Linked DNA regions of Capsicum annuum: region 2 is linked to region 1. The links are chromatin contacts, called in public Hi-C maps. All regions are on one chromosome and are shown on one strand. Each heading gives the region's core, a stretch centred on a gene start, on an enhancer-like site or on the middle of the called end of the contact. The rest is flanking DNA. Distances are from core to core; before and after follow the strand shown.

Region 1 (5,626 bases), core at 1,741-4,240:
AATCTAAGGTGAGATGTCATGGTGTATGTTATTTGCATATGACATAATTCTGATCGACGAGGCTCACAAAGGAGTTAACTAAGCCGGAGGTCTACAAACAAACTCAGGAGTCTAAAGGGTTCATGTTGAGCAGGACCAAGATCGAATACTTGAAGTACAAGTTTAGTTACAAAACACATGAGGCTGGTATGGAAGTGAGGCTTGATACCTATACCATCCTAAAAAAAAAGATGAGGATTTCAAGTATCTTGAAGCTATTACACAAAGTAGTAGGGTGACTGACGATGATGTCACACATAGTATTCACATTGGTGCAGGGTGGACGAAATGGAGGCTTGCATTCAGAGTCTTGTGCGATAAGAAGGTGCCATCAAAACTTAAAGACAAGTTCTACAGACTGGTGGTTAGGCAAACTATTTTGTATCGAACGGAGTGTTGGCTAGACAAGAACTCTCACATTCAGAAGATGGAAGTTGTGGAAATGAGGATGCCGAGATGAACATATGGGCTCACCGGGAGAGATAGGATTAGAAATGAAGATATTCAAGACAAGGTATGAGTGGCTTCAATGGAGGACAAGATGCGGAAAGCGAGGGTAAGATGATCGGACACGTGAAGAAGAGATTCACAGATGCCCCAGAGTGGAAGTGTGAGAGGTTAACCATGTATGGTTTCAAGAAAAGTAGAGGTAGGTCGAAGAAGTATTGGGGAGAGGTGATTTGATTGCACATGACACAACTTGAGCTTACTGAGGACATGACCTAAGATAGGAGGAGGATACATACTAGCGTAGAAGGCTAGTAGGTAGTTGAACATTGTCTCACTAGCCCTTTCATACTAATAGTTGCAATAGTACTCTTGTAGTTGCTTGATCTTCAATTTATGTTACTATATGTTGTTTCTTGTACTTCAATTATAGTATTATTTTGTTGTAATTGTTGTTCCTTTTTTGTTTTTGAATGTTTTGTCGTGCTATTAGTAGTTTGTTTTGGCTTCTTCACTTCTTGCAGTAGTACTCCTGTAGTTTCTTGATCTTCAATTTATGTTACTATATGTTGTTTCTTGTACTTCAATTATAGTATTATTTTGTTGTAATTACTGTTCCTTTTTTGTTTTTTAATGTTTTGTCATGCTATTAGTACTTTATTTTTGCTTCTTCACTTCCGTGTTTGTTTTTTCGAGCTGCTTTGATATGCTTTTCCTTGAGCCAAAGTATATCATAAACAACCTCTCTACCTTTCAAGGTAGGGGTAAGGTCTGCGTACACACAGTGGAATAGCCACATGCTTAAAGAGTGTCAACTGACACCCTAAATGAAGATTGTGGCTCTGGCACAGTGTATACAGTACCCTCCCAAACCCCACTTGTGGGATAGCACTAGGTATATCATTGTTGTTGTAAGCCTTAGCGCACAAAGTTACCTGGTACCTATGCTAGCGAGAGATTGTAGGTATTTATGGAATAGTCAAGGTGCTTTTAAGCTAACCTATACAACTTTTAAAGAAAAATTTTGTGGTCAAATTATGATGTATAAAAGATTCATATAAATGGCCCCAACTATTTTGGTATAGATGCATAGTCGATCGGTTTGATGAATATTGATGCACTAATCATGTTTTTGAGAAAATTACAACTGAATCAACAAGTGAGCATAAGAATTTGATAAGAACATTGGCTTCCTAAACGAGAAACATTTACTCCAGCTACTACCATATTTTTTCAATGTCATCTTCTCAACATCAAAAGGTAGTATAATTCAATACCTGTGATTAACAATTCATATAACAAACCCAGTTTTTGCAGATTCCCTTCTAATAGAAACTAAAGAAAAGGGACAACCACACATTAATTATTCTAAATTTCCTTTTTATGGCAGTGTTTCGTAAACTTGCAGTACGTTGAAAGCAAGCATAAAACTACTAAATTTATGATTACAAAATGAACCAGTACAAATGGAACGAAAATGATCGTGAGAACTCGTATAGTAGTTAAATTGATTAACAAGCTTACACCCTATTGTCCTCCCCCGGTTAGTCTCATGTTTTCCCTTCAGTTTCAGTTCCTAACTCAATCATTTGCCAGAGATGTAATGTACTTCATCTAGAAAAGAATGACCACTTTTTGGAGAGAAACATTTTTTTCTTTCGTTGTAATTAAAATGATATATTTTTTGGATAACCGTAGTGTCCGGACCACTTGTGCACACCTCGTCTAAATCCACGGATACCTGCTATCGCCCATGTAGCGGGCTAACTCTCCCCTTTGGCTTAGATGGGAAGAAGAAATCACCTAGTGTTTTTAACCCGAGACCTCATGGTTCCCGCTTCATTGATCTTATACACAACTCGGGTGCCATTTTTTTAAAATATATTTTGCTACCAAAAGTTGAAATTAAAGTGTAGTAGTTTTTAAAATGTAAAATTTATTTCAAGACTGCCAACCCATTTGGACATAGTAAAAAATGTTTGTGAAATGCAACAAATTTAAAGCAGCTGCAGCATGATAAGACCCAAGTTCCTAAATTGAAACATATGAATTTGATATTATAGAACTAGAAATTCCAAAGGGCATACCGGAAACTGGAGCAACATTATCGGCAGGAGTTTTATTCACCGGCGGGAGTCTCCGGTCAATGGGCTTCTTTAGTTGGGATGACGCTGCATCGACAGTAGAACTTCCGATCCTTCCAGTTGCTCGACGAAATGCCTGACCCATTTTCCTCAAATGATCTCTTTATATACAAATGTTATATGAGAAGTTGGTGTAAGATTTGTTTTTCTTTTTCCTTTTTGGGTTTTATGTGCTTGTTTAATTTTCAGTGAAATTGATTGGGGTAAGATTTGTTTTTCTTTTTCCTTTTTGGGTTTTATGTGCTTGTTTAATTTTCAGTGAAATTGATTGGGGTTTAACGAAAAACTGATCGCAAACTGAACGGAGAAATGGACCATTTGGAAAAAGAAACAAATAGGAAGGTGAGGGCATTTATAGTAGTTTTTTATTTTATTTAATTTAAAATTTTATTAATCAAAATTCAAATAAAATCTGAACATAAATGGACCAACCCATTGAAAAACACAACAAAATTAAAACATCTACTTTATCCTACCGTCCCGGCCCAACCCGGGTTCAAAAGGGTCAACATATCTACTCTGAGTAGGGTTTCCTAAAACATTAAGGTGTCGTTTGATGTGAGTTACTAAAACATATAATCCTGAGATAAAATTAGGATAAATTTTTTGATGTATTATTTGGTTGTCAATATTCGGGATAACTTATTTCGGAACTAATAAATAGTATCGGGATAAGTTATCCCACATATGTGATGGGATAACAATCCCAACACAATTTATCCTTGAGATAAACTATAAAATGACAAAATTACTCCTAAAATTCTTTGATTATCACTTTATATATATATATTACTTTACTTTTTTTTATATAAAATATAAGGTATTTGTATAACGAGATAGGTTAGATTTTAATGCGAATGAATATGAAATTTATCATATGAAGTTTAAATTTTTAGATGAGATCAAAAAATAAATTACAAAATTTTGTGTATAATATTTTGTTGTTTCTACACAAGTTTTTCATCGTTTTTATTTTACTTTTTCTACCAATTTACTCAAATAATTTTATTTAAAAATCCAAAAAAAAAAAAAACTAACTACTACATGATTCATCGTTATATATGTTTTGGAGAAAGTAAGAAATTCAAACTTACAAATAAAGAGAAAAATCATATGAATCAAAGAAATAATTTTTTATGTTGAGTAATGGAGAATCTAGCTAGCTATTATTTAAAAAACGAATCAAAACTATAGATAATAACATTTTTTCAAATGATTTTATTGATATATATATACACTTTACTTTACTACTATATATAAGAGAGAATGTGGAATTTTAGTAGTCCTCGCTAGGGGTGTTCATGGGTCGGTTTGGATCGGTTAGTGTTAAAATCATAACCAAAATCAATTTAGTCGATTTTTTAATTTCTAAAACCAAATCAAACCACAAAAATAAAATAACCGTCGGTTTGGTTCGATTTTTTGATTTTTTCGGTTATTGACTAGCCAACTCCAACCATCTCTAGAATAAACTTCTTTTAACTCATAGAAAAAAGTATTACATTAAATAATTTCTCATGAAATATTTTTACAATGATGGACAAATGACACTATAAACTCTTAAAAATCATAACAAACACATTAAATAAAATCAACATTGAGATGAAAAACACTAGCTTTGTATTGTAGGCACTAAGATTATCCAATAACATACAAACACATACATGTACGTTGTAAAACATAGTTTTGTACTCTGTTGCAGTGTACTGCAAAAAGAGACAAAGTTGAGCAAATTTTAGTAATCTGTTTACTTTATAGACTAGTTAGGTGAGCTAATCATATAGGGAAAAGATTAAATAAACAAGGAGACATAAAACTACCATTTGAACCAGGGATCATGGTAACTCATTTAAAAGATTCTTTTTTTATGTAACTGAAGCATCATATGGATTACAGTTTTCAGTCACCATTCATGTCATCTCTCTTGGGTTATTCACAAACCATATATCAATAAAAATTCAGTAACATTTAATAAAACCCCTCTGCACCATTGCCTAGATAAAGTTACATCTCATGAAACTTTGGGATTTTACTATAGAATAGAATTAGATTTAATCACCGAAAATATTTCACAAAAAATAAAGAGAAAACTACACTACGAAAGCGAGCGTAAACGAGCTATAGGGGGTTAGAAATTAAACAAGAAAATATTGCAATATCAGAGCTAGTCGAGACTCCTTTCAATGCGGTGCGGTGCTGCCTTTCAATGAAGAATAAAAGAAACAGTAGTTGATGTACTACGTATTGTGAAAGCTGAAGTAGAAAAAGTGAGGTAGGGACCGTAGGGTTAACTTATTAGTAATAGTAGATAGAGTTGGGCTTGGATTTGGGGTTTTGGGCAATTGGACTAAAGTATTGGTTGGGCTAGACATAGATTAAAATTTAGTTTAAAAGTAAATTTAATAAAATATTTATATTTTATTTATAAATTATATATAAATAATTATAATATATATATAAAATTTATCGATTCGGTTTAATTACTTTCACGATTTTTTTAACTAAAACCATAACCAAACCAAATAGCATCGGTTTTTAAAATTTAAAACCAAACCTAACTAAACCAAACCAATCATCGATTTTTTTAACCGGTTTGGTTCGGTTCACGATTCGGTTTGGTTTTTAACCAAACCCACGAACACCCCTAGTCCTCGCATCAAATATTTTTTTTAATCATTTTATCCCTAATTTAAATTTTAATTACTCTACAAATTTTCATTCATTTTGATAGATTTGAACAATTATATGAGCTTATTAAATGCTACAAAAGTGATGAGTAATGAAAAAATGATAGTGACACCATAAAAACTATTTATACAATCAAGTTCAAAATTGATGCAAGGATTTATTGTCTTTCTATTTTGTAAAAATATTTATTAATCATATTTTAGATTTTCACTTTTCCTAACAAATTTATCATGGACATAAATTTTCATTTTTCGTACCAAATTTATCATGGACAAGTTATTAAAGTATGTTGGCATTCCCTTTCTAAC
Region 2 (5,554 bases), core at 1,201-3,700, 280 kb after region 1:
AGGGGATCCATAAAACTCCCCATAATAAAATGATAAGATGTCACCAGTCCCTTTAGTTTCAACAAACCTCTTAACATGAACAAAATTCTTCTCAAAGATGTACAGACCTAGAACTAAACTTGCTTTTTCAGTAACAGTCCAAGAATCTAGGACAATGCCAGGGACTAAACAATATTGCAGGCCTCTAATTTCTTGTAGTTTCTTTTCAGAAGACAGCTCTGCTGATTCTCCTAGTGTCACCTTATTGAGCAAGATTGTGTCTGATGGCTCATTTTTTACAGTGATATTGTCTGTTTCTGACTGCATGCTGGTTATTCTAGCACTTTCAGGTTCTGAGGTTACACTATCATTGGCTGCATTTATTGAATGAACCAGATCTAACTTTTCATTTTTCATGCTTCCACCTTCCTGATTGACCCACACTAGTGGTATGGGTAATCCCACCATGAAATCCCAGGAAATATCAGCTCTGGTCTCCTGGTCAGCTAGCATTTTATTATATAAAGTGCAGTCTCTCTGCAGAGGTGGAATTTCAACCTGATACTGGTTCCCAATTCGAGTAGGTATCTCTGGCTCTCCAAGAACACCACTCATATCAGAAGACTCAAAAGAAAGCAATTGATCTGCAGACACACCATCCATGGGATCTCCATTCACTTCAAATGAATCCATCTGCAAGAGAAAGTGACTCAAGATTCTATCATGAGATACAACTATAAAGCACAAAATAACTCTTGTGAACATATTAAGTCCAAACTCCAAAGGTTTCTGATGGGGTGGAATCAATAATCTACTCACAATATAATGCTAAGGCAAGCAACAAAACAATAAGAATGCCCGAATTAGCTCATCCAAGTGTGAAAAGAAAATACACTGAAATGGTTGACTTAGTAGGTCCCCCCAAAAAAGAAAAAAAGATAGTTTCTGAACCTCTCTTGTTGCTTGTACAAAATGTACCTTCTGATTAAAGCACTTAGGTAGTTCAATTTTAAGAATGCAATTGGCTTGTAACAGTTTGAGTGGTGTGTAAAGCAAAAGGGACTTTTGAAAGAATACTACTCACCATATATTGCAATGAAACACCAACTCGTCGAGAAATATATAATACCGAGAAGAGTCCTTCAAGAATTCCTTACACAAATATACAAAGAGGTACCTAATTCAGAAAACCAATGAGTTTGATTGTTATCTTTCTTCTTCGTAGTTTTCTGTCAACACTCTGCTGCCCCTTATCCGTCAATTATTGCTTAAAAATCCAAAGAGATAGAAGTATAAGTGTAGACCTAACTAATTTGATAAAATGTCGATGAATGATCAAGTTAAATCAAGTAAAATGTCATTTGAAGAAGGCAGAGGCAAGTCTAATAACCAAATGCAAGATAACTTACAGAACACCGTTTAAAATAACTAAAAACCAAAACTTAATAACCGATTCACTCAGAAATCATCGAAAACTTTTGCATTTAAATTAATATCCAAAAAATGACAGAGGCTAAAAACAAAGAACACCGCGAGAGTAACTCAATTTTCATATAATCTACACCGACAACAAAAGAATCCTTTCGAAAGAAAAACACAAAATAAAAAAAATAAAAATAAAATAAAGATAAACAGAGTGATATGACTATAACATCAAACCCCAGATCCATTTTTCTAACAAAAAACAAGTCCAATATTAGGAAAGAACACAAACACTTCATCTGAGGTAAAACACAAACCTTGAAGCAGCCGTTTACATAAATTTTAAACACAACAAACCCCAAATTTGCAAAAACAGAAGAAAACAAAGAACACACATTCAAAGTATTCTTATCAAAAACCGTAACAGTGAAAGAAAGAAACAAACAAACAAAAGGACAATGTAGAAAAAGTATGAATCTTTATCAAGTCTCCATCACCTTTACTCAAAAAAATTCCCAATGACGATCCTTAAATAAAATCAAAACACCATAACAAGTCCAAAACTTGAACAAAACCCACTACCCAAATCGTGTTTCACAAGCAAAACAAGACATCTAAATACCCACAACACACACGCATAACATAAAACAAGAAAGCAAAAATAATCCAAGAAAAAAAAAATGCTTAGAAGCAAAAAAGGAACGTGAAAGATAAAATGGGTCTGCAAGTTATAGATGTAAAACAAAGAAAACATGAACATAAAAAAACAAGAAAACTATTTTAAGAAACAAACAACAACCAAACAAACATATATTCAAGAACATGATGTGTAAACATGTATATAACATAGAAAAAAGTTTAAAGGATGAAGTTGTACCTATAGAGTATGCTTCATGGAGTTGGGAGTGGGTTGAATTCGAAGAAAGAGAGGGGCAAAATAGAGGAAAAATGTGAGACTATTTTTTCTCTTTTGCATAGAGAGAAATATACGGGGGTGGGTGCGAGGGGTGGGGTTGCGGGGTTAGACAAGGGGCTGGGTGGCTTAAAAATAATATACTTCTACTACTGAGGGGGTTTGGTCCATTTAAAGAAAGAAAATGGATGATAAACCAAACGCGCTGTAACAAAAGGTTGTACGTACTCTAGAGTTTCTTTTATATCTAAAATGAACATAATTGACTTACCATTAAAGAAAGAATTTTCTACCTTTTCTTTTTGGTTCAGTAGAAATTATTTATATCAGCTTAATTAAAAAGGAGGGCAAGAGGCAAAAGGAGAAGGTTTAGATTTACCCTTTTTACTATATTAAAGCATTTTAATTTATCATTTATTATATTTTGCATTTATTTACATCCTTATTAGTAAATCATCTCATATTCACACTTAAGCTTTTACGGAGTTTTAGAGGTAGATCAAATGCGATCTACGTGTTAAAATCGCACAAAATATCAGAACTTATTTGTCCTTTTTTCATTATGATTTAAAATTATCTTCTAGCATACAACGATCAAGGCTTATATTAGAGTTTCATTACAATCAAGAAACACAATACAAAATATACTTACAACAAGGATATATAGTGACTTCAAAGTATAAACAAGAGCATAACTAGGATATTGGGTATAATGTAGAAGTATATTGACCTTCTCCTCAAAAATGAAAAGTTGTTTTTCTTCCTTTTTTTCAAGTTTCTCACTCAATTTTCACTTGAATTTTGCTATAATATGATAGTAATAAATTATAAGTTTTTTCTCATCAAATAAGTGGGAAAAAATGTCAAAATCGAAAATTACATTTATTGCATCGATTAAATTTTAGACTGACTCCATCGACACATATCTTGACATCATTTTTTACTTAGACATCTAAACCAAGAGTTATACCTCCTAGGTTTCAATGTATTTTGTCTACTTTCCTTTTTAGTCTGTTTCTAAAAGAAAGACCCTTTTTTCTTTTTAGCAATTTTTTAGTTTCAACTTTCCTCGTGACATGTGTAAGGCTATAAAATTAAATGATATTTTGCTACATTTCACATATCTTTAAATTAAACCAAAAGATTTAAAAGTCCTTTTTACTTTCTTAAATTTCATGTCAAGTTATAGTGTGTCAAATAAATTAAAACAGATGAAGTACCATTTAAACATTTTTAGTGCGTACCAACTATACAATTTTGGGCGTTTTCGCATACTTGACAAATCGCGTGTTTTTCACATGAAAGAAGCATGTGAAGAGTTGAATTAAACATAATTGTTTTATTTTTATTTCATTCATTCATTCTTCTTCTTCATCGTCGTCGTCTTTATTCTTTTTCTCTTTCTTCTCCACATGATATTCTACCATTAACAGACTTTCAATCAATGCTATTTTATTTACAGAAAAAAATAAAGGTTGCCATCATTCTCTAAGAACATGTCACATTTTTGTATAAAATTGAAATCCGAAAAATACAATTTATATTTTTAAAAAAGAATTTTACCCATAAATGAAAAAGAAAAGCCCCCCACTCCTCTTGTTTATCTTCTTCTTCTATGACCCCCCACTCCCACCCCCCCCCTTGGGGGTTTTCTTTTCTTCTTCTTCGACGACCCCCCCCCCTAACCCAATCTTCTTTTGTCAGCTATTACCCAACCCATGCTTGTAATGATGATGTGAACAAATCAAGAAATTTTTAAAAAAACATAATTTTTTTTAGAGAATTCTCTTATTGTCGGATTTGCATGGAGTAAATTCTAGTATAGCCAGTCAGAGTATTAAAATATATTGTTAAAGTATTGTCATGATAAATATAACAAGAATTGTGATGACATCTATCTCAATCCAACCACAATAGGTAAGTTAGTCTCAATAAGCACAATCAACTCAAAATAATTCAAAATAATAAGGATTGTGATGACACATATCTCAACCCAACCATTATAGGTAAGCCAGACTCAACAAAGACAATCAATTCAAAGTAAAGACAAATAATAAAATACCAATAGAAATAACTAAGAATATCTCTAAGAAATACTCAAGGAAAGTAAACCATACATCATAAGTATCTAAAGACTAAGATGTCATGAGTACAAGAGTGACCATTAAAATAGAATGTCAAAATTGAAATACAAGGTTGTCTAAGAAGTAAATAAGACAGAAATAAAATATCAAAGAAATTAGGACAGTCTTCAAACATAGGAGCTCACTACACTTCGAAAACAACAGCTCAACACGATCAAGGGTCGTGTTGACAACTCACACTAGGATCTACATCAAAAGAATAAAAAAAATAGGAGTGAGTACAACCACTAGTCTTTAGTAGGCATCATAGGATGATCGAGCTCAAACAACATACAATATAAAGAGTACTAAAATAACCCTGCATGAAGAAATATCTCATCAAGTCAATATCAATAAATGCCACAATCATCGCAAACCCAAAAATAATCTAAGAATTATGCAATGCAATGATATGGGATGATGTGTAATGACCAATGCTTACCAGTATATACCCCCTCCAATTGTTCGCTGGAAGGTGGGATCCATGAAGAGTTACAAGGTTCATAGACCCTGCATAAAATCTTACCTCGAATGAGATCAATATCATATATCTCTATCAGAATCTTATCTTAAACCATATCAACATTATATATCTCCATCTGGAATCTTACCCTGGATCAAATTAATAGAAGGTGATTCATTTTTTTTTAAAAAATTAGTGTTTTCTCAATAGTACAATTCAATGATCCATGAGATGAATGAATGTACATGCTCAAAATAATATGATGAATTCAAATACAATGAATATGTATAAAATGTCAAGATATCAATCAATTCAAGAACGTTGGCTACAAACGTCAATATCAAGCCACAAATCCAAATCTCAGATCACTAAAAATCGTGTAAGTCCCAATTTGGAAGTCACAACGACAATCTGCCTTATACACTACTAGAAATTATGAATTTAACAAACCCATAACATGCTTTACATGATAAGTCCCACCCAAATAAAGTCTAAAGAAAGTTAAGCCATAACTTACCTTAAAGCCAAACAAAAAAGCCACAAACTATTTTTTTTTTGCCAAAGCATCATCCCTTCCAAAACTGTCTCAACTCACTCTCAGTCTATCAAGAATAATTTCTACATACGAATACGAGTCCATTGATATCTATATTG

What was found. Hi-C and Micro-C count contacts between places; a contact is called where the count stands out from the background.
Region 2: a Hi-C map of leaf shows a contact between it and region 1, with 2.5 times the contacts expected there. The contact joins the promoter of LOC107842798 here to the promoter of LOC107842790 in region 1. A contact is called at or near these places in 2 of 5 Hi-C or Micro-C datasets (leaf and placenta).

What each region holds. Positions count from the first base shown.
Region 1 is chr1:188,622,491-188,628,116 of UCD10Xv1.1, forward strand. LOC107842790 reads right to left here and starts at 2,991. Exons shown (of 3, transcript XM_047408291.1): 1 at 2,871-2,991; 2 at 2,574-2,800. The coding sequence starts at 2,715.
Region 2 is chr1:188,905,677-188,911,230 of UCD10Xv1.1, forward strand. LOC107842798 reads right to left here and starts at 2,451. Exons shown (of 5, transcript XM_016686828.2): 1 at 2,279-2,451; 2 at 1,064-1,246; 3 at 1-672. The coding sequence starts at 1,066.